Regions from separate parts of the Mus musculus genome. Here regions 2, 3 and 4 are each linked to region 1. Evidence: chromatin contacts called from public promoter capture Hi-C data. All regions are on one chromosome and are shown on one strand. The core of a region is the stretch at or near the end of the contact, and the rest is flanking DNA. Distances in the headings are between cores, read along the strand shown. Region 1 holds the start of Aars (alanyl-tRNA synthetase). Region 2 holds the start of Gabarapl2 (gamma-aminobutyric acid (GABA) A receptor-associated protein-like 2). Region 3 holds the start of Cfdp1 (craniofacial development protein 1). Region 4 holds the start of Zfp1 (zinc finger protein 1).

Region 1 (3,320 bases), core at 527-3,026:
GTTGCTGAAGAAAACAACCTGCTTCTCTCCACAGACAAGCTGAGGGAACATTACTTTCTAGAGCACACTTGAACCTCCCACCTTTGCCTAAGTAATGAATGAGGACTGTGTGCTAAGAGCCAGTGGAGAACCAGTGCCCCCATAGGGTGGCCACTACATACAGACTACACCAGAGTTGTATACTGGGATCTAACATGTCCATTACCCTATGAAGACTGAAGGCTGTTGAAAGCTGTGTCCCCACTCTGACCATCCCAGAGCTCGGGAGGCTGAGGAAGGAAAATGGAGGGTTGGAGGTTTCCAGGTCAGAGACCCAGCCCCCAATAAATAAATAAATAAATGAATAAATAAATAAAGTTTCCAACATTAAAACTTGTTCTTTCCTCAATATACATAACACGTCTGTAGCAGAGGCAGGTCCGAAAACAGTACATCCCAGCAGGGGCTTAAAAGGCCTTCAGAACTTTTATTTATTTGTTTGTATTTGCAAGCTTGGGGCCAGACCCAGGGCCTTGAATTACAAGGTGACTTCAGCCACAGGACCTTGTAACATATTTCCATTTACAAGCTAGCCGTTCTGCCTGGCCTCTCCTTTCCCTTCTTCCTAATGAGGTCGTTTTGATCAATCACAAAGAAACATACTTAAGCAAACCTTTCCTTTCTTCACCAGGTCTCTCCTCTTTATACTGTCTCCTAGCCTCAAATGATTTATTTGGTGTGACTATTTAATGCTCACCTCCCAATCACAGTCTATGTTACATCTCAGTAGGAATCCTGGCTGGCTTCACTTCACCGTTACAGTGTATTTTCAGTATCTAGTAAAGTGGTCGTCACCCATGCTCATGATTAATTATACTAATCTGTAAATAGCATGCTCTGCACTAACATACTCCAAAGCACACCAGGAAACTTAGACTGTTTGAAAAAATTGCTGAATATATTTGTTCGGGTGAACCTGAAGGTATCAACTATTCTGTTTTTAAGAATCGAATCGGGCCGAGGGTCGTAGCACACGCCTTTGGTCCCACCACTCTTGAAGATCTCTGTGAGTCGAGACCAGCCTGGTCTACATAGTGAAACCCTGTCTCAAAACAGCAACAGAAAGAAGCGAGTCTGGAGTGCTGGCTCACGCCTGTAATTCCAGCACTTGAAATGCTGAGGCAGGAGAACTGCCGCGAGTTCAAGGCCAGCCCGGGTTACAGAGTTGAGTTCAGGCCAGTCTGGGGTAAGGTGTGAGAACCTAATAAAGAATGAATGAAGATGCCTCTTAGAGAGACTCCATTTATCTTAGTCACCCTGCTCTTCAGGCCTGGTTCCCTAACCCCCTAAGAGATTAAAATTAGAGGAGACAAACCCTTAGCTCTGGGTGGCGACTGAAGAGCAACCGCGATCTTCCCAAGGTCTTGGTCCTCTGCAAGTCCACCAGAAACCACACCACTCTCAGTGCTCCGAGGGAATAGCAAAAGCTACTCTCGAGATCCGGCTCCTGCGGAGACCGGGTCCTGACCCAGGCCAGGGGCGGGACCGCCCGGCAGCCCGCTGCAGCTGCCCCTCCCCCTCCAAGCGCCGGCTCTTCTCGTAGAGCTCTCGGGGCTCACTTGCTTTTTTTCCCGAGGGTCCGGGTCCCCAGGTCCTTCCTTGCCCGGAGCCCACCGCCACTCGCCGGCAGTTACCTGCTCCCTCAGATGCGCACAAGAAGCTATACTCACCCGCCACAACCGGTGCCAGAGCCGTACCTCACCATCCAATCAGAGCGCTCTGATGAAAAGTGACCCGCTACGCCTTGTCATCCTCTGATATGATTGGTCCACTGGCATGCCAATCATTCGGAGCGCGAATGAGCTAACAAGCCGGTTTCTGGGAAGGCTCCTGGGCTCGGCTGATGCAATGCTCAAGAAAGCTAGGACATGGAGTGTCACGTGACAGGGTTGACTATTGGCTTCAGGAGGCAGACATTTTGGGTTCTATTGGCAAAGCCCTAATAGTTGACAGTTAACAAGAGGAATGAAAACATGAATTTGGTGGCGATCACAGATTTTGGCATAGAACTGTTTAACTGCAAAGTGATACACGTACCTCAAAGGTTCGTTTTTCGGCCTTTTGAAACGGAGCAAGGTGGTCTTGAAATCAGGGGATTTGCCAGTCTTGCAGGTGTGCACCAATCAAATGTTCTTATTGTTATCGCGTATAGATCGGCATGCCTTCTTTAACGGTACCCTGGACTGAAATAAGTGCTTCAACCACGCCGAAGCGCTTTGGCACTGACTGATACGTCCGGTTCTCTCTTTGAGACAGGGTCTGGATAAATTGTCCAGGTTGGCCTTGAATTTTTCACTCTTGTCTTAGCCTCCGGAGTAGGAGGCAGTACAGTCCTGTGACATTAGGCATAGCTTTATATTTGTCCTTCAGGTCCCAATAAGAAGAAATTCGGGTCTTGATTTTGAAGAGGAAGAAATGACGTAACCCAAGTTAAAGGACATCTGTCCCTCTGTTTGCTTTAGAAAACAAGTCAACATTCTTAGGAAACGCCTACAACGGTGACGCACATCCATAGTCCCAGCACTTGAGAGCCAAGAGGATCAGAGCTTAAGGCTACCCTTGGGCCTTGGGCACAGTCTCAAAATAACACACACAAAACCTAAAATCTATAGGTAAGGCATCACACTAAAAAGTTCACACACCGTTTAATTTTTAAACTGTATTATCAGGTCTGCTAGTACCACTTTTTCACAGATGAGGAAACCCCAAATTACACGAAAACTTTTTCATGATGTACAGCTTTACAGAACAAAGAGAGTCATAAGTCAAGGTAATTTTAAAATATAGTGATGGTTATATCTGAAAGGCGACTATAGCAAGATGGAAAGCTTTTCTATAGACCCAAGATGTTATCTGATGGCATCTTTAGCTTTTTGGATGGTGGAAGCCAGTGGTCTGGTAAGTTAATAGATTCCAAATGGTTTCTATCTGTTAGTACAAGACTTTATTAGTTCAAACACAGAAATGGACAAAGAATGGTTGTTTTCAGAAGGCCAGAACTAGTCCAAGACAAATTCAATTAGCCTGTGAGCTTACGACATTCCTGTCTTCACAGTACTGACCTCAGATCTAATCAGTCAATTAGTATCCACAGACATAGTATAGTCTCTTTCCAGTTTTTGTTCACAGCTATATACCAAGACCTTGTCTTTTTATTTTTATTTTTTCCTCTGTTTTTACATAGTCCCTGGCTATCAAATAACTCAACAAATAAACCAGGATGGCCTTGAACTCACAAAGATTTGCCTGCCTCTGCCTCCCAAGTGCTAGGTTAAAGGCCC
Region 2 (3,320 bases), core at 468-2,967, 910 kb before region 1:
CCCAGCACTGTGAGAGGGACGGCGAGGGAGAGCGAGCTCCAGCACTTACCCACAGGGCTTGATTGCTCCAGTCTGATGAGCAGAGTGTGGACAAGGCAGTGTGTGGGAAACGGCACAGATGAGTAAATCAATATGCCCACAGCTCAAGAAGCCCCGCTCTGGAGGCCCAGAGCTGACTGATATTCCTCATTTCTGATCTCAGCGTTTGTAAGAGAAGCACAGCTACAAAGCTTTCTATCTTCTTCCAGAGACAGGGTCTCTCTGTTAGTCCCAGATGTCCTGGAACTGTAGACCAGGCTGTCCCCAAACTCTGAGATCAGCTGCCTCTGACCCCTGAATGTTGGGACTGAAGGCACGTGCCACCCCACTGCAAGGGTAGCTCTCTAACATTTTATCTAGGCCGATGAAAAGATTGATCTGGCTAGGGTTTCATCTGTCATCTTTTGATCCATAGATAGACCCTGTTAGAGCATTCCAATCCCCAACAACACTGGAAAGAAATGGATGAACTAAGGGCAAAGCTATACAACTACAGCCACCCAAGAGCCGACATTTTCATTTGGCCTGTTGCTTCTCTCTGAACAGTTAACATTTATCCTCCTGCTTCTCAAAGGGACTGTTTACAAGCAAAGCACTACAATAGTAAGACTTTATGTCCTTCAAAAATCAATAGTGATATCAGAAACGATCGCCCCAACTAGGGCAGAAAGCAGAAATAAAGCAACATACTTATTGATTAGAGGCAAAACGAGAGCATTTCAGATTTGTTAGTCAAACAAGGATGGCAGAATCAGGGTAAAGAGAAACTCGAAGTTAAAGGTCCAGCGTTAAAGATGACTACCTTGAAAGGATGCTACCGTATCCAACCCCAAATGCCAGTCTCCCTCCACCATCATTCCCCAAAGTGGCAGTGACCTGTTGCCCTGTCCTAGAACACGGTTCCTTACATAATTGGTGAGGGAGCCGAGAGGCTGCAAGCAGCTTGCTGCCCTAGATCGGGAGATTCAGCACTGGTGCCCCTGGACAGCACCAGCCCCTTAAGCCCCAAGCTTGGGCCGGCGGAACCCCAGGCTGTCCTCGGTCTCTGGGCTACACCTTGAGACCTTAAGTTCTCAACTGTTGCACGGCCTAGCGCGCCCGCCCGACACCTCTCCTAGACGCTAAGGGTGACAGCGGGGTGAGGGGGCGGGGAGTCCACACTCACCGGAACTCGGTCGGGGTACTTCGCTCTGATCTTCGCGGATTCCACGCATCTGTGTTCTGGGGAAGAAGAAAACCAGGCTGACATTCGCACTTGCCGGACAGCAGGGCCGCCGCTGCCGGAACCCCTTCTTCCTGTCCGCCCTTCTCCGCCCGCAACCTGCCTGCGTGCGTACGCCCCGAGTCCTAGCCCCGGAGTCCCTCGCCACAGATCCCCTCAGGAACTCCCAGCGAGATCCACGTAGGGCGACACGGGTCCGTGGGAGGCGCCAGGATGCCGGGGCCTTGGCGACCCAGCGGGCCCGGCAGGGCGGCGGGAGTGGGGGAGGGGCCGCGATCTGGGGCCCCGCAGGCCGACCGCGCTTACCCAGAGAGTGGTCCTCCTTAAACATCCACTTCATGGCGACGGGAAGCGACGGAGCCGGCTCTTCGAGCCGCGGACTTCGGCGAAGCGACCACAACAACAACGGAGGCGGCGGCGGCAGCGACGACTACTCCACAGGCGGGACTTCCGGCTGCCGGAGCCTAGCAACCTCCCGGGGCGGGGCTTCCGGCGGGCCTGGTAAGAGCTTCAGTAGGCTACGATTACGTGAGAGGGCGGAGCCTAAGCGGAGACCTAGGAGCGCTCCTGGGAATGGAGACTGACGTAGGTGGCTGGGAAGTCTGTGAGTGACAGTGGAGACTTTAGGAATTAGTGACTGGAATGGAGTTTCAGGATTGTGCATGACAGGCAGGTCATGGCTCATAGCTTGGAACGCTTGTAAAGGGCTCTGGAAGGGGAAGTCTGGGGCTTAAGGAGAAATGAATATTAATTTTTGGCTGGGTGAGAAGGCGGGAGCTCGGCATGGAGGGATAACCTGTTCCAAGCGCTGTGTGCAACGAGTACTGGTGACCACCTAGAGGTCTAGTATAGGAGTTGTTGCACCTAAAATTTGATTTAAACAAATCTCACTTCCCACTCACGAATACATATTTTAAACATTCATGAACACTTATGAACAAGTACCACACATACTCATTTAGTCAACGGAATATCCCTGATCACAGAGATTCTTTATCGGAAACTGTCAGAGGCGAAGTGCCAGTGTCAGGCGGGGAGGATTCCTGGGAGAGCTGGTCATAAGACACCCTAGGAGAAGGAGCTGGCAGTGGGAGTGGCTCGGCACTAACCCTGAGCTGTGGGTGTCACCTGCCCTAGGCACAAGCCTCGAGGTTCCACCCCTGTCCAAGTCGTAGCATAGTCATCCAGGAAGTCGGCTCTGGGTCACCATCTGTTTATGCACTGGTGAACACAGAACATGAATATGCAGTTAATCGGCCACCTGACCACGTGCTTATATGATCTGCCGCATCTGTAGAGCCAGTGTTTGAACCTTGTCATCAATCATTCCCTACAGTTGAAATTCCTGATAGATGCTGTGGCTATAACTTCATTCTGAAAGTATTTGTTATTTTCCACTGGGGGGAGGGGAGAGACTCAGTTCCCAGCAGGTAAAAACGCTTGGTGCCAAGCCTGCCAGACGGAGTTCAATCCTGAGGACCCAAGTGATGGAGGACAACCTGTTTACAAAGGTTATCTTCTGGCCTCAAGGCATTCACTGTGGCAAGCCTCCATACACATACACACCCAGATGCAGGGAAGATAATGAAAATCTTAAGGAAAAAAAAATTTAATTTAAAGAACTTTTAAAACTTTGTGTTAGCTGGGTGTGGTGGCCCATGCCTTTAATCCCAGTACTTGGCAGGCAGGTGGATTTCTGAGTTCAAGGCCAGCCTAGTCTACAGAGTGAGTTCCCAGACAGCCAGGGCTACACAGAGAAACCCTGTCTGGAAAAAAAAAAAAAAAAAAGACTGTGTCTGAGCAACTAGGTGTTTGTCTTCTGCAAAACAAAAAATGCATTGAGTGTTATGTTGCAGACATAACACAGTGCTGTTCTGGAGACTGGGAGAAATCCATGGAGCAAAACAAACAACACCCCTGCTGTAGCAGAGCTTTTGTGCCTTGGGAACAGAAACTAAATGTCAGGTGATGACAGGTGACATTTAGAAAAGTAAAACAGTGGATGACAAGAACATGAAGCACTGCTGGGGTGGAGGGCTACTACAGAAATTGTCAACTG
Region 3 (3,320 bases), core at 615-3,114, 820 kb before region 1:
TACCCCAGGTGTTCGGTTCTCGCGGCTTGATGAGGAGATGACGTGATGACGTAAGCATTTTCCCCTCCCTCCCAGTCCTGCCTGAAAATTTGCATCATTCTTTTCTGCTTTGTTTCCTGCCTCATTCCTTTATCTTTTCTTTTTTTTCTTTTTTAATTATTTTTTAAAAATTGAGTATCACAGCGAGGCACAAACCCAAGTCTTTAATCCCAACACTCAGGAGGCAGAGACAGGCGGATCTTTCAGTTCACCGCCAGCCTGGTTTACATAGTGAGTTCCAGGACAGCCAGAGCTGCACAGAGAGACCCTGTCTCAAAAAATCCTACCCCTGCCCCTCTAAAAAAGAGTATTACTATGTAGTGTTGACTGACCTGGAACACTTTATGAAGATCAAGCTGGCCTTGAACTCACAGAGATCTCCCTGTCTCTGTCTCCTGATTGTTGGAATTAAAATCGTGTGCCATCACCACACAGGGCTTTCTGCCTCATTCTGTTAAGCATCTCAGCATAAGGGCCAGAGGAGGTGACATGCTTAAATTTGAGGGCACAATTAAGCATTGGGTCACATTCTTCTACGTCACCTTCCCCAGCCCCCTTTAGATGTATTCCACACTGATATTTTGACGGCTGTGAACTCTTAGGCTGATTCCCATTGCCATCCCATTGGTCAACTCCCACCAGGTTTTACCCACTCATCCAGAGCATTGGTTGGTCCTCCCGATGTCTCTGCTAAAATTTCCTATTGGTTGTTCCTACGGATTTCTCTGCTAAGATTTCCTCATCTTCCTCCTTCATGTGCTCCGAGAGTTCGATTATTCTCAGTACAGTATGCATTATATTCTCATCACAGTTTTAAAAAAATGTGTGTATATATATATATATATAAAGGCGTGCGCCACCACGCCCGGCAGAAGGTGATTTCTGAGGGACTAGGGGCATGGCTCAGTGGGTGAAGGTGCTTGCTGCACTGTACTACATACATGCCTGGTGCCTATTGAGGTCAGAACCAGGGCGGTAGTGAACCGCCATGTTGGGGATGCTAGGAACCAAACCTAGTTTTGCTGCAGAAGCAACAAGTACTGTTAACCTTTGGGCCGTCTCGCCAATCCTCACATACTCACAAATTTAACTGCTTTTCCATCCATCTTTCCCGTTGTTTCAAAAGTGTCAATCTAGCACTTTGTGTAGTGGCTTCCCTCACAGATAAGCGGATTTCCTTTTGTCTTTTAGTGATTATCGGATTGTTGATTCATTAATGCTGAACTTACTGCCAACAGTACTTGTAACTCAGGCCTGAATGTAGCTTACTTAACAGGCCGAGTTTCTCAGGAAAGAGCGTCGCAGTCTTCTTGCGCTTAGAATATTAGACAGAGTTTCGGTAGTGTTCTTGGGAGCAATTTTAGGCAGAAAAAAAAAAAAAACAAACAAAAACAAAAATGCAGGGAAAAGGCACAAAAACTGCATTAAAGAATTCGATTCTAGCGAGAGAATTGAATCAAAAAGGCAGAGCCTCAGCCTTGCTCAAAAGTTGATGGGAACTTTAGCATCTATCTATTCAGCTTTCAGTTTTTACTCGCTGAGCATATCCGGGAGCGACATTTTAATCTCTGATTTTAGAGTTAGAAAAAATATTAGCTTGTGAGCAAATTTCAAAATAAAAAGACAAGTATAAAGAGAAAGTACTATTTCCGCAGATAAGCCATTCTCCATTAAGGACGCACGGTACCGTTGAAAACTACAAGCCCCAGCATGCATCGCTTCTGAGAGGTGGGGGTCCGGAATCCCACAAGGGCCCGGTGAGTGTAGACTGACCAATCGCAGCAGCCGGAAGTGTCGTCTCTGACCACGTGGCACTGCCTGCGCATGTGCGCTCGCCTCTAGGGCGGCCCTAGCTGCTGGTCCTGTACCCCTATGGTCTCGCCCTATATCTAGCTTCGCTATTTTGGGGCAGTGGCCGCAGTCGTGTGGGTAGCAGGCCCCAAGTGACAGCAGCATGGAGGAATTCGACTCCGAAGACTTCTCCACATCGGACGAGGATGAGGACTACTTGCCGTCCGGTGAGCGATTCGGCCTGAGGCGAAAGGAGGGTGGTTTCCACGCTTCACACCTCACTCGAGACTCTCCCGGACGGTCCCCAGGGCGTGGGCCTCGTGATCGCGAGGTCCCCACGGCCCGTGGGCTCCGGAGTTCGGGTTATCAGGACCCCGGCCCTCAGGCGGCCTGGAACACGCATGTGTCGGTTCTGCATAGCTGCTGTCCTGGGCCGCCGCCCCCTCGGAGCGCGGGAACAGGCGCGTGAAGCCCGCAGGCTGAGCGTACTACCTACCTACCGGCTGGTTCTGGAAGCCGACCCGGACATTGGAGATTGTTTTTAGGGAATTGCCAGCTTCCTTCACGTCCGAAACTCAATTGTCCGCCTCTGGGTTCGGAAGGGATCGGCTTGTTAGAAAGTTGATGTGATAATGTGTTTTCCCTCTTTGCAGGAGCTACCCATCGTCCTCTTTTAAGAACTTTTTCAAAAGTTTTATTTTTAGAGATTTTATGGCACGTATATCAGTGTTTTTTCCTGAATGTCTGTCTGTCTCTGTACATCATGTGTGTGCCTAGGGCTTCTGGGACTGGAGTTACAGGTGGTTGTAGAGCTGAGTCGTCTCGCCAGCCCCTTATTATTTTTGTGTATGTATGGCGGTGCATTCAGGTGGCCAAAGAGGACAGAAGGGGGTATCGGGTCCCCAGGTGAAGGAGTTACACTCAGTTGTGAGCCGCCCGACTCTGGAACCAAAGTCAGATCCTTTGGAATGAAGCGCACACTCTTTTTTTTTTTTTTTTTTTTTTTTTTTTTTTTTTGAGACAGGGTTTCTCTATAGCCCTGGCTGTCCTGGAACTCACTTTGTAGACCAGGCTGGCCTCGAATCCACCTGCCTCTGCCTCCCAAGTGCTGGGATTAAAGGCATGCGCCACCACGCCCGGCTGAAGCGCACACTCTTAATGGCCTAGCTATCTTTTTTTTCTTGGGGTGCGGTAGAGGAGCACACTAAGAATCCAGCTTATGCGAGGTCCAGACAAATCTTTTAAACATTTATGTGTGTGAGTGTTTTGCCTACATGCACATCTATTTGTATGTATCTACATGTATATTTAGTGTCTTCAGAGCCTAGAATAGGTATTAATATCCCCTGGAAGTCGAATTATAGACGATTGTGGACCCTTGAATCGGGGCTAGGGATTGTAAGTGGACCCTTTGAAAAAGCAACCCGTGTTCTTAACTTCAGCCAGTATGTCTTTTTTGTTTTGTTTTGTTTCGAGACAGGGTTTCTCTT
Region 4 (3,320 bases), core at 352-2,851, 610 kb before region 1:
CCACCTGCTTTACTTGCGAAAATGTTAAAACTTTGTAAAGATTTATTTAATATATGTAAGTACACTGTCACTGTCTTCAGACACACCAGAAGAAGGCATCAGATCCCACTACAGACGGTTGTGAGCCACCATGTGGTTGTTGGGATTTGAACTCAGGACCTTCAGAAGAGCAGTCAGTGCTTTTACCCCACTGAGCCATCTCTCCAGCCCAGTAAGAGATTTTTTTTTTTTTTTTTTTTTTTTTTTTTTTTTTTTTTTTTTTTTTTGGAGACAGTGTTTCTCTGTGTAGCCCTGGCTGTCCTGGAACTCACTTTGTAGAAATCCGCCTGCCTCTGCCTCCCAAGTGCTGGGATTAAAGGCGTGCGCCACCATGCCCGGCAAGAAATCATTTTAACCTCAGTAGTCTGTCACTTTTCTGTTCTTATAGCCACTTTAATGACTGTCTGCTGTGCCAGGAAACCGCAAAAGCTATGCCCAGCTGCCGTGAAGAACAGACTGTGTTCAAACAATAAGAAACCACAAGAACTGTGCCCTGCTGCCCGTGAAGAGAACACTGTGTTTAAGAGATAAGGAAATGTACTTTTGCTTAGCTTTCATTTCAAAGAAACGGGGGTTGGAGGTTCGGGATTACTGGAATTTATGTAACCATGGATTTTTTTTTTTAGAAAATGATTAACAGCGGTAAAAAGATTTAATGAATAAATCTTTAGTAAATAAAAGACTGGGTTCAGTTTCTGACAAGAGAACACATGAACTGACAGCTTGTATCCACTACTGACTCATATATTATTCAGTCAGCACCACTCCCACTCACCCCTTTCTCAGGACCATCCTCACCTCAAGCTGAGGCTGGACCTCGGCAACATACTTATATGAAAACTTTTACCCAAGCTAAACAGAAAAGTCAATATTAGAAAAAAAGAAAAGCCAATGTTAGGAAAAAAAAAAAGAAAAAGAAAAATCTGTTATACTGACGCTCAAACCGGAAGTAACGGGATAGACGTGATAATTCCGTGACAATATAACTGGAAACACCAGACACCAGGAACAAGGAGGTTCCAGGAGCCCGCAAAGCCACCGTGGGGGCGTGGCTAGCACCGTGAGCCCCGCCCCCACACCCTCGTGGAGGGTCAAGCGCGCGCCCGCCCGCCAGGCTTCCAGACTCGCCCCCGCGCGGCCTGAGCCCCGCGACGGCCAGCAGTGGCGCGTCTCCCCCCAAAGGGAGGCTGAGCCCGGGAGCTGCCCGTCCTCCTCCGACCCCACACACGCCGACCGCGAACAGCCCATAGGGACCGACTCTCAGAAGAGCTCGAGGCCCGACCCTACGCCCAGGGGTCGCCGCGGCCCGCAAGGCGTCGAAGTTGAGACTCCCACTCCGGCGCAGACGCGACCTTCCTCCCGGGCCCGCGCATCCCGGCCTTGCAGACATACCTGGAGGGGTCTAGCCTCCACTCGCGGTTCCGGGTCACGAGGCTCGCGGAGAAGGGGGCTCTTGTCACCCACTCGCGACTGCAGGTGGGGGAAGGGCGAGCGCTAGCGCTTTTGCGCAAGCGTGCACCTTGTGGAGCGAGCGGCCGTTCCCAGAGTCCTCGGAGCTGTGACGCTGAGGTGTAGGACTACAATTCCCATAATGCCTCTGAGCCGCGCTGCTAGGAACTCTGGGAAACGTACGCATTATTAGTTGGGTAGGGACCGTTTTTTCCAAGTTAACAGTCTGGTTTGTGTTACGGTCCCTTTCATCTTCCTGTGCTGTTAAAAACCCGGATTTGGAGTAACTGATTAAAACTTTCAACAACAAAATATGTGCGTTAAAGCAAATCTCAACCGCACTGGAAGCACACACCTTTCTGGGTGTGGTAGTGCACGCCTTTAATTCAAGCTAGTGAGAAGTAGAAGCAAGCAGAGATCCCTGGGAGTTGGAAGACTTAGAAAGTCTCAGTCCAGTCAAGGCTACAAAGTGAGATCCCCGTGTTACACCCACCCAGACACACACATTACCACTACCACCATTTTCCTTAACCTCTCGGCTCTACAGTTACTTTTGGAAGCACTGGCACAAATAACCCCATGTTTGTTGGTTTGAGACAGGGTCTTGTCAAGCCTAGGCTGGCTTCAAACTAATGATCTTCCTGTTTCAGCTCCCTGCTTACTGGGTTCTGGAGAGGGGAGGAAGCTAAGTAAACTCACTTCAGATACAAAAGCTTCAAAATGAAAGCTTCATTTTCTGTATGGGGCAGCCAGTTCTGGATCTGAACCTCGTCCCCCAAGGGAGACTGCACTGCAGGATGGGAACACAAAGGGGGGCGGGGAGGGGCTGTTGCAGTGACTAATCATATTTTGACACAAGGAGTTAAGGAAGTTTAACATTGGTGGTTGTGCCTTATCCTGGTTTCAATGTCCTGAGTCAGCTTTTGCAGTCAAGTCCCCTCCTGGACTCTGACCTGGCATTTAGAATGATAAGGGAACTGCACGTAGTCCGTTAAATCACGACAGGAAATAAATACACTTACTATTTGCATGCCTTAGTTAGATAATGGGATAATGGCAAAACCCCCTTTTTATATCCATTACTGGTTAACACACAGACATGAAACACCTGAAGAAGCAGGATAGGAGTTGATTCTGGGATCTGGGAACATGAACTCAGTTTTGGCCCTGCCAGCAAGATGGAACTTGTTTCTGAGATGGTTAGACTCATGAAATGTCTCCTAACAGGCGAACGGTACCATGCTCAGTATGATTTTATTTCTGTTTTGACCGTGATTATGAACACTGCATAGCTGCATGCATATGGTGCACATCCATACATATAATAGTCAAAACACTCATGCACATAAAATCGTAAAAATTTGTTGTTGATGATAATTTTAACTTTGCATAAAATATACACAAAACTATTTCTGAGGCATGGGGGGGTCAGGAAGGAAAGGAACGGGGATAGAATTGATCCCAGTGCTCAGAAGTAGAGCAGCAGGAGTAGGTGAAGGCTGATCTGGGCTATGGGAGACTGCCCCTCACATAGAGGGGGAGTAATCTCTAATCTCTCTAATCTCAGCACTTGGGAGACTGAGGCAGGGTCACTGCTATGAGTGTGATACCAACCTGGGCTGCTACACAGTGAGTTCTAGGCTAGCCTGGGATAGAGAGTTGAAGACCAATCTCAAAACTAGAGCTGGAGCCTGCTGTGGTGTGCTCAATTTTAATCCCAGCACTCAGGAGGCAGACACCATTGAATCTCTGTGAATTTGATGCCGTCTTAGATTGCATAGTGAGTTCCAGTACAGCCAGGGCCATGTAGATTCTTCTTAAAAAAAAAAAAA

The links. Promoter capture Hi-C pulls out the DNA fragments that hold promoters and counts their contacts. Capture Hi-C pulls out chosen DNA fragments and counts their contacts.
Region 2: a promoter capture Hi-C map of pre-B cells shows a contact between it and region 1, with 4 times the contacts expected there. The contact joins the promoter of Gabarapl2 here to the promoter of Aars in region 1. A contact is called at or near these places in 2 of 39 promoter capture datasets (liver and pre-B cells) and 1 of 484 Hi-C or Micro-C datasets (cardiomyocytes).
Region 3: a promoter capture Hi-C map of adipose tissue shows a contact between it and region 1. The contact joins the promoter of Cfdp1 here to the promoter of Aars in region 1. A contact is called at or near these places in 2 of 39 promoter capture datasets (liver and pre-B cells), 1 of 484 Hi-C or Micro-C datasets (CD4 T cells), 1 of 115 datasets of contacts at active chromatin or transcription factors (bone marrow-derived macrophages) and 1 of 9 other capture datasets (adipose tissue).
Region 4: a contact with region 1 is called in a promoter capture Hi-C map of liver, with 4 times the contacts expected there. The contact joins the promoter of Zfp1 here to the promoter of Aars in region 1. A contact is called at or near these places in 3 of 39 promoter capture datasets (liver and pre-B cells), 1 of 484 Hi-C or Micro-C datasets (CD4 T cells), 2 of 115 datasets of contacts at active chromatin or transcription factors (memory CD8 T cells and pancreatic cancer cells) and 1 of 9 other capture datasets (pancreatic islet).

Annotation. Positions count from the first base shown.
Region 1 is chr8:111,032,298-111,035,617 of GRCm38.p6, reverse strand. It overlaps Aars (alanyl-tRNA synthetase), which reads right to left and starts at 1,776. Exons shown (of 21, transcript NM_146217.4): 1 at 1,355-1,776.
Region 2 is chr8:111,939,100-111,942,419 of GRCm38.p6, reverse strand. It overlaps Gabarapl2 (gamma-aminobutyric acid (GABA) A receptor-associated protein-like 2), which reads right to left and starts at 1,717. Exons shown (of 4, transcript NM_026693.5): 1 at 1,568-1,717; 2 at 1,205-1,260. The coding sequence starts at 1,601.
Region 3 is chr8:111,852,881-111,856,200 of GRCm38.p6, reverse strand. Cfdp1 (craniofacial development protein 1) reads left to right here and starts at 1,864. Exons shown (of 7, transcript NM_011801.2): 1 at 1,864-2,057. The coding sequence starts at 1,994.
Region 4 is chr8:111,641,724-111,645,043 of GRCm38.p6, reverse strand. It overlaps Zfp1 (zinc finger protein 1), which reads right to left and starts at 1,601. Exons shown (of 4, transcript NM_001037665.2): 1 at 1,432-1,601.